Linked DNA regions of Sus scrofa: all the other regions are linked to region 1. Evidence: chromatin contacts called from public Hi-C and targeted proximity ligation data. All regions are on one chromosome and are shown on one strand. The core of a region is the stretch at or near the end of the contact, and the rest is flanking DNA. Distances in the headings are between cores, read along the strand shown. Region 1 has its middle 220 kb from the start of ATP2B1. Region 2 has its middle 430 kb from the start of CCER1. Region 3 has its middle 480 kb from the start of CCER1. Region 4 has its middle 480 kb from the start of ATP2B1.

Region 1 (3,283 bases), core at 280-2,779:
AGGAAGGACAAATTGAGTGAAAGGGGATGAGAATGGTGTTTACTGAGTGACACTGCTGGGGAAACTGTAATCCATGTAGCAGATATTGCTCAGAGCTTACTCTGATAATGGGCACTTGGCAGATTCTAAACAAGGTCCCTGCCATCATGTTTGCAGTGATCATTAAGATTTGTACCAAGTCACTTCACAGCTCATGAAGAGTTCTAAAACCTTTACTACTCTTGATTACATCAGCCCTTGAAAAACCTGTGTGAGAGATGCAATTATTCCCCCACCTTTTTTTCTTGCTTTTTGGGGCTGCACCTGCAGCATATGAAAGTTTCCAGGCTAGGGGTGGAATCAGAGCTGCACCTGCCGGCCTACGCCACAGCCACACCAACGCAGGATCCAAGCAACATCTGTGACCTACACCACAGCTCATGGCAATGCCAGATCTTTAATCCACTGAGCAAGGCCAGGGATCGAACCCACATCCTCATGAATACTAGATGGGTCCTTAACCCACTGAGCCACAAAGGGAACTCCCTATTCCCATTTTCTAGATCAGGAGTTGAGGCTCAGAGAACTTGAGTGACTCTTCTAACATCACACAAGTAGACTGTAGAAGAGTCAGATTTCATGCTTTCCAGACCAGGCTACTTTATGTCATAATAATAATAGTTGAGCACTCACTGTATGCCAGGCTTTATTCTAAGGGCTTCACAGAAATTAGCTCATTCAACACTTACAACAGACCCCTGCAGGATATGTCCTAGATTGCTTCTGTGAAATACCAGACTGTCTGTTAAGGTAAAGTCATGTCATTTGACACATACTGGTAGACTTGTCTTAGCCTGATTTTGCCTCTGTGAGGGCATTCAATTCTATGATTAGTGAGTCTGCACACTTGAGATGAGGAAGCAGGAAATTCTCTCCAAGCTAGTGTGATAGTAACCGTTGGAGAAAATGTTCCTTCCTGTTAAGGGAGAAGAAAGATTAGCACATTGGAATCCTCTTCTGGAAACCATAGCTCTGTGTTTCTTCCGTGGCAGTAGTAACCTGTCTGGATTCCTACAGAAAGAATCTCATGACTAAGTCTGCCTCTTTAGTCTGCCTCTTTCACAATCGAGATGTGAGAAAGTTGAGATGACTCCCTCCCCTGATATATAAGCCTGGGTCAAGGCTGGAACATAAATAGCAGAAAATGGAATGAGAGAGTCATAGCACCCAGCTGGAAACCAGAAACCTGGCACCCTTTGACCTTGTTATTAGTAAATATTCTTTTTTAGAAACAGAAGGATTATTCAAGGGGAACAGCGAGAACTGATTATTGATAACAATTCAACAGTCATAGGAGAATAAAAGTTAAAAAATAAGCTCTAGGGCATTTATCTGAGGTCTTTGTGGGGCGAAGGTTACAGGCTGTATAAAATAGCAATGATTTTCTAAAGGCATTTAATAGGAAAGAGAAACTATTGAGATATTTGATCTCTTCCTCTAACTCCCCAACCTTGTAACCCTAGGACTTCAGCCATGGAATCACACACATCAAAAGGGGTGGTTCAGGCTGGTCGGATGGTTCACACCATTTTCTGCCAATGAAGAACTGTATACTAATACACCCAGCAAAATGCCATGCCCAGAGTTTAGAGAATCAAAACTTTGTTTTTTTTCTAAGGAAACATTCTATTCTCCTTCCTAGAGTCTCTGTGTGTGCATGCGTGCATGTGCACATCTGTGCTCTTTGATGGTTAAGGAGGGGGGGTTGGACTGGGTATGGAAAAGGCTAATTCTCCACATGAAGAGTAAATTTTTATTTTTTGATTCTATCATTTATTTAGTTTCTCCATGGATACAATTTTCCTTCTCAATTTTCTTGAGAAATCAAAGCAATGAATTAATCACATTTTTTTGGTCTTTTTAGGGCCGCACCTGTGGTATATGGAAGTTCCCAGACTAGGGGTCAAATTGGAGCTGTAGCCTTGGACCTACACCACAGCCACAGCAACGCCAGATCCGAGCAGCATCTGCGACCTACACCACAGCTCACGGCAACATTGGATCCTTAACCCTCTGAGCAAGTCCAGGGATCAAACCCGTGTCCTCATGGATACTAGTCAGGTTTGTTACTACTGAGCCATGATGGGAACTAAATATGAACAATAAATGTTCATATTTATTGACATTGGAAAAGAGCAGGATGAAAAACAGAAACCGCTTTCCTCACTAAATAGAAAGCTTAAAAAAAAAAAAAGTTTTGAAAAAACACATCCAGTAAGTAAGCTGTTAACAGCTGGTAGGACATTGAGATATTTGTTTTTTAAATTAAGATAGCTAATGCAGACATTCAACAATTAATAGAGATAACCATGAAGCCAAAATGGCATTGGGTAATCAAAGTGGATTTTAGTTAAAAAACAGGAAAATGAAAAACTCCGGACACTCTAAAAATGTATTTCATGTGAAGGAAGAAAACACTGAACAAACTAATCGAGTAAAAGAACGTACGAATGCACTTCAGTTTCCAGTAATAAACTGTTGAAATACAGTCATCTTCCTGGCCTCTGCGTATGCTAAAGATTCACCAGACTTTTCTCTCCTTAACCATAGTTAGTAGGAGGATGCTGCTTTTGACACCTCTTCCATTCTCCCCCAGTATGTGGCATTAGCGAGGTTTGAATTCAGCTCCAAAGAGGACAATGGTTTGCTGAATTCCATGCCATTTTCTAGTGACTGCTTTGAGAGCCCAGAGCTAAGCCAGTCTTCCCATAACTTTGAATAATCAGATTGAAGGAGGACTTTCATTCCATGACTGGAAAAGGGGCACATTTAATTTCCCTCTCCATGTGGAAAAGGGAGAATGTAGCCTTGTGTATCACGGGCCACTGCCTTGCAGTCAGGGGGCTGGGGAAAGAATCTAGGTCCTTGGCGACATCGCGGACTTGTCTGATTAACCTACGGTGATGTCCACTCTTCACCGGACATCCATTTACTTGAACCAGTAAGCGTCCTTACCGGCTTTCAGGCACTTGTTTCCAAAAATGTTTTGACATATATAAATAGTACAAGTCTTTCCTCTCATTAGTGAACCTAGAGGATATAAAGAGAAACTTAAAATTGAGGCAGCATTTACACTGCTTTTTGTGAAAAAAACAGATAGATAAGTACAAGTGAAAATTTTATTTTAATTTAAAATTTAAAGCTTTGTCCATTGAAGATTTTACTCTTTACACCAGAGGACAGAGACAATATCTAGGTTATCTTTGTGTTCCCAAGACCTAAAATGGAAATTGAATAAAAGTTC
Region 2 (3,283 bases), core at 554-3,053, 410 kb after region 1:
AATCATGCTCATTTCCAGCCTTAGTTGCAGGTAATTTGTTGAAATGTGTGGTATGGAGAGTTGAACTCACAGAGTAAAGTGACCCTGCTCTTGTCTAGTGAAATAGGTATTTCAAGGAGGAGGGGGTTCTTCATGTGTCTACGTTAAGCAAAGCATGGGGACAGGAGGGTGGACCTGTCTCTGAGAACTCTAGAGCTCTTTTATGTTACATACAGACAGGCAAACCAAAGGGAGAAATTGTGGTTTTTCCAAAGGTAAATGGGATTGACAGTGGGGATTCCCAGATCACAGTCACATCACTAGATGCTCAGGTAGATGATCCAGGGCACAAGAGGAATGAGAAAAAGAGCAGACAGAGTAATCACAGAGATAGGAAGACAAAACCCAAAGTGTGCTTCTTATCATTCCCTGAACGCCCCTTCTGGACTTTTTATTCGTTTATCATTGCTTTTTATATTAGCATTCCCCTCTCCTCTATTTTTTTCTCATATATTCTTGTGCCTGAAATACATGTCTCCCAGTCTTGTGATGCAAAGTCTTTCCACTCCTTGGTCACTGTTGGCATTTTGGTCCCAGTGATGCTTTGTTTGGAGATTATCTTGTGCGTCATACAATGTTTAGCCACATCTCTAACCTCTGCCTATTAGAAACCAGTAGTAACCCTTCCCCTACAAGTCATGGCAAAAAAAAAAAAAAAAATCTCCAAACATTGCCAGATGCCCCCTGTGGTTTTGTGACAAAATCACCCTGATTGGGAACCACTGTTCTATATAATTTACTGCTTCTGGCATTGAGTCGTGATTCAATTTAGTATATGACTAAATTGACATCAGTTGAATTCTATGGATAGTATTGATCCCTCCTGAGTTATTGGCTGGGAAGATGTAAAATGAATTAAAATATGCAAAATTTTCTTATGACATTGGAGTAGATTATTGTTAGGTATGTTCCCATGTGTTTACCTTTAGTTTCCTAGAGGAAAATAATTAATGATAACAACACACCTTTATTGAGTTTTTTCTGTGTATCCAGCTCTGCTCTAGGTGAATTGGATGAATTAATTCATTTAATTATTTTAATAATCTATATGTCAAATCATGACTATCATATTCTCTATCCTTCATTCTTTCCTTCAGCAGCTAGTAATATATTTTATTTTCTTTGTTACCCATTGAATATTTACTGCTTGATTGATGGAAATAGCGCTCTATAGCTGAAAATCCACTATTCTTTAACTTTCATGTTCATGTTTCTTTTCTCACCACCTTTTCTTTTTTTCCTGAAGGAATGGCAGCATTTATCAGCACCCTTACAGATGTATGCTAGGCTAATTGAAAACTATTTTTAGGTTTTTGGAAAGAATAGTACTTATCAAGAACACATCATGCTTGGGTTTTTGTCCAAATTGAGAAAGTTCTTCATTGGCAATAAAAAAGTTCCTGCAAACTTGAGTAGTTATAATATCCTCTCCAATTGCTTTCTTCTGTCACATCAAATCAAATTCACTGCTTTTTCAATTATTCTTATTTTCCAAAATAGGCATCTCATAACTTTGAAATGAAGAACAAGGAACAAGTTTACAGATGTGCAGAGAATGTAGCCAGGATGTTAGAACTGAAGGAGCCCCATGGACTGAGATGAAAACTGAAGCGAGAAAGGAGAGCCCTGCTCTGACCCTTGCCAGGAGACCTGGTAGAGCTGAGAGCTGCTGCCACCTTAAAGCTCTCTCTTATCTGCAGTTGGCTTGGAGGTCGCAGGGTGATAAGGGAGGTGGCAGCTGTGCTGGGAGAGTGGGTGGCTCATAAACAAACTCAGCCCTTTGACTCGCCACTTTATCGGTGTTGTGAGACAGGGCAGTACGCTACGCAGTGTTGAAATAAATCCTAATTGTAATTGCCTTGACATTTGCCTAGCAGATACCCCCCTGGGATGTGGGAGGATATTTCCTCCCTGAGCAAGACTGGCCAAAATGTTCTTTCCAAAATGTATGCCTCATTGCACTGATCCGACCACATGTTTTGAATTATGCTGGGTCAATATTCAGGTGAAAGGGAGAAGATATATCTATTACTTATGAAGTGGAAGCTTTTCCCCTCTAAGTTTCTTATAAAAAGATACTTGTATACCTGTAAAAATACAGATAACTACAGATAGCTGAGTTCTAGACCAGACCTACAGAACCAGAATTTTCAGGGAAGTGGCTTAGTGAAATAATTATAAACAAATAAACAATCATATATCACTGATGATTCCAATAACAATTTTAAAAATATTAATGGGGATTTCCCTTTGTGGCTCAGTGGTTAACAAATCCGACTAGGAACCATGAGGTTGCGGGTTCGATCCCTGGCCTTGCTCAGTGGGGTAAGGATCTGGTGTTGCCGTGAGCTGTGGTGTATGTCGCAGACGTGGCTCGGATCCCACGTTGCTGTGGCTGTGGCGTAGGCCGGTGGCTACAGCTCCGATTGGACCCCTAGCCTGGGAACCTCCATATGCTGTGGGTGCGGCCCTCGAAAAGACAAAAAAGACAAAAAAAAATAACAATAACAATAATGGAAGGATAATGGTATAAAAACATTATGAATGACTTTAGAACTCTTGCCCACTCATTACTAAAGACTGTATATCAGAGGTTCGCCTTGCTCTATACTGATATTATTTTTTTTTCAGTGCCTGGCACTCAATAAACATTCAGGGGAAAGTCAAAGGAACTCTCTTAAGAAATAACATTTTAGGAGTTCCCGTCGTGGCGCAGTGGTTAACAATCCGACTAGGAACCATGAGGTTGTGGGTTCGGTCCCTGCACTTGCTCAGTGGGTTAACGATCCGGCGTTGCCATGAGCTGTGGTGTAGGTTGCAGACGTGGCTCGGATCCCACGTTGCTGTGGCTCTGGCGTAGGCCGGTGGCTACAGCTCCCATTGGACCCCTAGCCTGGGAACTTCCATGTGCCGCCGGAGCGGCCCAAGAAATAGCAAAAAAAAAAAAAAAAAAAAAAAAAAAAAGAAATAACATTTTATAGGAACAGAATAATTTTAGGATAGCAAATAAAGACTAAGATATAAAATGCGAATAAAGAATAAGATAAAACATGCTTCTCTTGTCTACACTAGTTATTCAGGAGAGAATAAAAGCCCCAGGTAGCATTGCCAAATCATCTCTAACCCAATGTTCTTATACAAATTATATATATTCATGCCATATTTTCAAACATACATGCAAGAACTTCCATCCACATTTTAATTATCATATTAACTGGATGAACCTGTGCTGGGCGAGGGATTG
Region 3 (3,283 bases), core at 292-2,791, 360 kb after region 1:
CCTTTATTGAGGAGTATTGTGGATGAATATCTGAGCCAGGTACAAATAAGAACTGCTGGTAAAATGCTAGTTTCCAGGATAGCCAAGCCGGATAAGCAGCATTCTTTAGGCCAGGATTTTTCTTGAATGAGTGTTGTCCATATAACTCCAGCATTCACTGTAGAAGAGTCTTTATTCAAGAAGTGCAGGTTTACCCTTCTTTTGTGTCCCATGGAAAGAAGTGCAGGTTTACCCTTCTTTTGTGTCCCATGGCAAAGACAAAACATGGAGCATTTAGGACCTTTTATTCTCTCTGAAAAACAAAGCAAATACCTCTTGGTAAATAGTAAAGGACTTTTTCAATTGGATGTTATGACTAAGAATTTCAAACACATGTGCTAAGACTTATTTTTATAACTGATATATGTATTATTTGATACTCAAAAATAGAACCATTTTTCTAAGGCTTCTTGTTTGCTTGCATGAGTTATTGTTACATGAGTTATTATAAAGTTCCCTAAGCCCTTCATGGAAATCAATCTAGACAGCACCCTGCTCCATACGTTGCTTCATAGGTAGTATCAAGCCCATTTTTAAATGAATCGGTCTCTATGTGAATTGGTAACCATGATCTGCTGAAATGTGTAGAATAATTTGATCTGGAGTTTTAGAGCACAGCTGAATTAAAGAATAAAAAAGAATTGGTGATTTTGTGAATAGGTGAAAACTCTGAGTTAATGAAGTTTGCTTCTGCACTTGGTAATGATTTTAACTACAATGGAATAAGCAGACATAGGCTTTTTTCCCCTGCATTCTGCACATGGAAACATAGTAGTAACATCCATTTCTGGAAGTTAAAAATATGAGTCAGATGCTAGTTTATAAAGAAACAAAGATTTTATTCTTTAGAATTATCTCCATAAATTGAGACCTGGGGTGCCTATCTTTTAACTTCCACCAAAATATGCTCTCAAAATGTGTGTGTGTGTGTGTGTGTGTGTGTACACACATATAAAATTCCATATACATTTGTGTTGTAAGTGGTCTAATTGCGCATATCACTTTTAACATATAGAATAACAAATTCAGTGATAGGAAAGGAAAATTTTAAAGAGAGAAGATTCCATATTATCATTTCTTTATCACTAACATTTGAATAACCTGAAACCTCACTTAAAAATATGAGCACTATTTATTGTTGTTTTTTTTTCCTCATAGAGTGTGTAAAACATTTAGAAATCATCCGTGGAAAGGTGCTACTCTAATCATGTGTGTAATACAACTATATCTGGTATGAAGTATTGTGTGAAGAATCTTGGCGAGAGCTTCCCTAGCACCAAAAGTTCATCTTTCAGTTGTCTTAACTACCTAGGTGCCTAGTCAGTCATATTTTCTCAGACTCATTTATGCCTTTCACAGCACCCTTTCAAATCATAGGTGAGAACTCAAGCCTCATTTTTCAGGATTCAGAAAAAAAGTGTTAGGTTCAGCACTCCAAAACTATGTCCTAAAAGTAGTTGCTCACTTGAACCCTTCATCTCTTCCCAGCTCTCGTACGTTGAGTAGTTAGTTGGATTATTTCCTGCCCTACATTTCCCTTTTCATCTGTTAGCAATGTATTACGAATTTTCCTTGTCTTTTTATCCTTTGAGGTTGGGGAATTCTAAACCAATCTAGTTGCCCAGTCCAGCCCTCAGTACCTCATCCAGGTCCAGAACTTTGAGCTTTAGCTACTTTATGACAGAGCTGTTTGAAGGGATAATCCAGCTACAAGGTATACAAGCAGGGAAAATAATCAGCTTGGAAGTTTATCTCCTCACTGAGTCAGAGGACTAACCAGGAGATCTGATCCTGCCACAGACCTTGGAATAACATGATTGACGACATAGCATTCCTTTGAATACCACATTAGTTGGATATATTTCAGGCAGTCATTAATATTTCATGTTGCATCAGGGAGGTGCTGCAAAGTGAGAGCAAATACAGCTTTGGCCATACTTAGAAGTTATTTTTAAAATAGCATCAGAGATCTTTGTCTATGAAAATGAATATACCAGGTGGTTATTTATGAGCAGGCTACTGGACTCATTCTTGAAGGACACAAGACAGTGGATAGATATCAGTATTACATCTCAGGATCAGAAAATAGTATGCAAATATGGTCACACTGGGGCAGGAAATAGGAAAACAGCTAGTTTTTTTGAATGAGATGGATCACAGTTACTAAATATTTTACTTTAACAAACATAGACATCGTGTTTACTCAAAAACATTAGACTGAATTTGAAAGCTATTAAATGTTGATTATTACCCATTTCTATCTTTACCATGCAGAACCCTCAACTTGAAGTTGCAGTGTCTTAATATAAATCAAAAACAGTCTGTCACATTTGTTTCCTGAATTAATCCTTATTCTCTCTCCTCTTTCTCTTTCCTTTGTTGATGGCTCCCAAGACAACTTTGCTTGCTCTTCTCCATTTTCTCACTTGGGCTTGGTTTTGCTTTCAGTTGAAATTCTAATTCAGATCCAGAGCCTTGGCTTCTAGACTTGGGTTCTTGGACTTTGTGCTTGCTTTGCTTTAACGTTATTTATGTCTTTGGGGTTTGGTCAGGAATGATGCACCACTATCCTCTGTTCATCCTGAGTTATAGCTAGGTTAGGCAATTTCTCCGTTATCATCCTTCATATTAGGAAGTGAAATCAGTCATGTATCTAAGTCTGGAGGTGAGCCTACAGAGAGAGATCAAATAACCATTCCTCCTTCCCTCTTGCCCTTCCCCCACATCCTCTGTACATGAAGAAAAGACAGAAAAGAGGGAGTGATAATAATAGCTAACATTTATTGAGGGTTCACTTCATGTCAGATTTCTTATTTAATCTTCAAAATCATGGAGTCCACTATTCCATGTTTTTGAAATTTTGGTTCTGCCAGATCTTTGGAGATGTATCCTCTGGGATCAAGGAGTTTATAGACTATGAAATTCAGAAGAAAGAAAGTTGCCTGGAAGATAAGATAGTAGTCTTAACATAAATAGATACCAAAATATGTTGGAAATTTTATTCAAAGCAAGTCCTTGTTTCCCTATATATTTGCATTTTTAGTTCCTAATCAACAATCTGCCTCTCATAGGATTATTCATCCTTCTTATGTATTCAATATATAGATAAAATAATTTTAAAATAATATAACCATTTAAAATAATGTAAAATATATAATCATATAATAATTTTAAAATAATATAATCATATTTGAATAGTTATAAGTGGTTAATTTTTTGTTTGTGTAGAGCAAGGGGAATTTTC
Region 4 (3,283 bases), core at 492-2,991, 260 kb after region 1:
TAAAAAATATACAAGATATATGTGAAAGAATAGTGGGGGTCCCTTCTCTCTGGCACATTTCATACAAGTTGATATTTGTGTTGGTTTTTTTTTTTTTTTGCATAGTCTTTGTATATTGTTTATATAAACTATATGAACACAAAAGATAGCATTGTATACCCCTTTGCCTTTTCTAGAGCTCTAAATTCATTGCTGAAATATAGAGATCACTCATTAGGTCCTTTATAATTGGTTAGAAATATAATCTGTTTAGAAGTTCCCATTGTGGCTCAGTGGTAATGAACCTGACTAGTATCCATGAGGATGCAGGTTCAATCTGGCCTCACTCAGTGGGTCAAGGATCCGATGTTACTGTGAGCTTTGGTGTAGGTCACAGATAGAGCTTGGATCCCATGTTGCTATGGCTGTGGTGTAGGTCGGCAACTGTAGCTCTGATTCAACCCTAGCCTGGGAACTTCCACGAGCCACGGATGCGGTCCTAGGAAGACAAAATACATGTATACACATGTGCGTGTGTGTGTGTGTGCGCGCGTGTATATATATATATATTATATATACTCTGTTCAAATTCTTAAGAGCTTAAGGCTTAAGTAAGAGGCCAGAAAAATTTCTGCTTGTAGATTTCACTAATAACTAAGGTTGGTCAATAATCCAACTCACAAAAGGTCATTTTAAAACTAAATCGCTTGAGACCTAAGGATAGCTCCACTGGATTTATTTCATGTCAGCACATTATGGGTTGTCTAAATGAACTGTGTTATTTCCTGTTATTGATGTCCATAAACTCTTAAAAGCAGTAACTTTTCCTCTAAATTAATTTAAATTGACTTTTAGAAATAGAATCTTTTAGCGTTTTCTTTAAGAGAACCATATTTCAAGGTAGGACTGATATAGGAATTGAAAATAATCATTTATTCTATTTTCTTTGAGTCACTCCCATGTAATGTGTCCAGCTAAAATTCTCTACTAGACTAATACTGGCTGAGACCAATAGTAGACCAAAAGAGATGAGAATAGAATGATAAGAATTGATTGGGAGGTGAGAAGTTTTGGGTCAGGAGATCGGGGCAGATTTTCCTGTACAAAAATTGAATTAAAGCTTTCTCTTGCCTCTCTTGGGGAAAAAATATTACCAACCATTTAGTCATATCCTAGATTCAGCTGTTATTGTGCAAATATCTTTTAGGTAGTTAGCAGGAATAAAATATAGCTCTTTATTTCCCGTTTTTAATTTGAGTGCCTGGAAATCAAGAAATTTGCTTATCTCATTAGCTGTGGGCAAGAAACACTGGAGTCCATGTAAATTGTGCACATTCTTCGTGACCAGAAATTTATTAGACATTTTTCCCTGTAGAAGGTTTCAGTTGGATAGCAATTTGTAATACTATTGCTTACAAATATTAATAATGTAGCTACAAAATACTTTTTTTTGTTAACACATACATTGTTATTAAGGTATGATCAATTAACTTTCTCCACTAGAAGGATTAGAGTAAAAATATTTCTCTAGGTAATTTGAATGATGTAAGATGGGGTAAAATTTCCATCCCCAAGTTTGGGAATAGATGTCAACAATTCCAGATAGGCTTCCAAATCCAGATGACCTAGTTAATTTTATTTCAGGGCAGTGAACAGATGGTGAGTGTTCTCTGTCTCTCTGGCATTAACATGCACTCTGTCACCATCAGACTTAACAGAGGCAGATGGCAGTTGCGTTAGCAAACATTCAGTCCTTTCCCCTCAGCTCTCCCCTTTGGACTGGGGAAGGGCTGGCCAAGGCTTGCAGCTGAGTCACATTGTGGCCACCTCTCCAGTAAAGCCTGAGGGGAGAATGTCAAACCACCGGAAGCCCTCAGTAATGCGGGTTTTCTCATTCACCCCTGGCAACAGGCACAGCTGGGCCCTCTTCAAAGGCCTGGGGTAGATATTATGGTTTCAGTGTGAAATCCGTTAGGGTTCAGGGCCAAGTTGAGCCTTGCTATGGGATGGATGGATTTTTCTCACCCTCTTGTGGAAAAGTGCCTGGGTATGTGAGGGCAGCTTTTTTTGGCCTCTGGTGAACTTTTCTGGGTAGAAAAGCAACCAGCCGTAGTTAACAGAGGTTTGGACAGTGACATGAATCATTAACTACCTAATTGATTTTTAGAGTATCAATATATCTTCGTAAACAAAAACAAAAACCTTTTAAAGTAAGTTCTCCCTTTTGGGGAATCCAGGTAGGCACAGTTTACAGATACACCTGTGTATTTGGATATCTACAACAGCCTTAGTTATATCCTAATTGCTGCACACCTAGGATAAGACTAGTGCTGAATTCATGAACCAACTCTAAAATTATTCAATTGGAATCAATTGAGATTGTGAAGTTGCTGTCCTGGAAAATGGAGATTTCAGAGAGTTTAAAAGATAACCTGTGTTTTACAGAAATTTATCAGATTGAGGGAATAATGCAAGTGAAAGAATATGAGTGAAAGATTTATTAAATCAGTTGTCCTAGTTTATGGTGATGTATTTTTCAACATGCAAGATGTTAAATTCTTAATATTTTTAACATTCCATTTCAATTTTTGTTTTAAAAATACATTACTTTTTAGGGCAGGTTTAGATTCACAGCAACATTGAGTGGAAAGTATAGAAATTTCCCATACACCTCCTGTCCACATAGCTACATAGCTTCCCTTACGATCAACATCTCTCACCAGAGTGGTACATTTGTTACAACTGATGAACCTACACTGAAACATCATATTCACCCAAATTCCATTGCTTATGTGGATTTTGTATATTCTATGTATTTGGACAAATGCATAATGCCATGTATATTTCACCGCTATGAAAATCTTCTGCCTATCCATCCCTCTCTCACTCCTAACCTCTGGCAAACAGTGATATTTTTATGGTCTTCATCATTTTGCCTTTTCCAGGATGTCATATAGTTGGCGTCATACAGTATGTAGCCTTTTCAGATTAGCCTCTTTGACCCTTTCAATTTGGATACTTCTTATTCCTGAACTGATCAAAGTCTAATCAAGAAATATGTGACTGATAATATAAATCACACATGTTCCATAATGCACATTTGCTGTCATCAGAGCTGTAAACCATGCCTAAAAAGATCTTTTTGTAATTCATCTCTGAGTTAGGAATTGGAGATAACAAGCAATGTTGGTGGCTTATTATATATTGCCACCTGAAATAGGTATTGGGGATAAAATTCTTTTGATATTATTCATGGTGATTATTCACTAGCTGATATAAAATGCTTAATAGTAAGCCAAAATCT

The links. Hi-C and Micro-C count contacts between places; a contact is called where the count stands out from the background.
Region 2: a targeted proximity ligation map of skeletal muscle shows a contact between it and region 1, with 2.9 times the contacts expected there. A contact is called at or near these places in 1 of 47 Hi-C or Micro-C datasets (embryonic fibroblasts) and 1 of 2 datasets of targeted methods (skeletal muscle).
Region 3: a Hi-C map of skeletal muscle shows a contact between it and region 1, with 2.5 times the contacts expected there. A contact is called at or near these places in 2 of 47 Hi-C or Micro-C datasets (embryonic fibroblasts and skeletal muscle) and 1 of 2 datasets of targeted methods (skeletal muscle).
Region 4: a Hi-C map of skeletal muscle shows a contact between it and region 1, with 6 times the contacts expected there. A contact is called at or near these places in 2 of 47 Hi-C or Micro-C datasets (psoas muscle and skeletal muscle) and 1 of 2 datasets of targeted methods (skeletal muscle).

The regions. Positions count from the first base shown.
Region 1 is chr5:92,715,862-92,719,144 of Sscrofa11.1, reverse strand. No RefSeq gene overlaps it. Among named protein-coding and RNA genes, the nearest start is that of ATP2B1, 220 kb to the left of the region's middle.
Region 2 is chr5:92,310,056-92,313,338 of Sscrofa11.1, reverse strand. No RefSeq gene overlaps it. Among named protein-coding and RNA genes, the nearest start is that of CCER1, 430 kb to the right of the region's middle.
Region 3 is chr5:92,360,534-92,363,816 of Sscrofa11.1, reverse strand. No RefSeq gene overlaps it. Among named protein-coding and RNA genes, the nearest start is that of CCER1, 480 kb to the right of the region's middle.
Region 4 is chr5:92,454,864-92,458,146 of Sscrofa11.1, reverse strand. No RefSeq gene overlaps it. Among named protein-coding and RNA genes, the nearest start is that of ATP2B1, 480 kb to the left of the region's middle.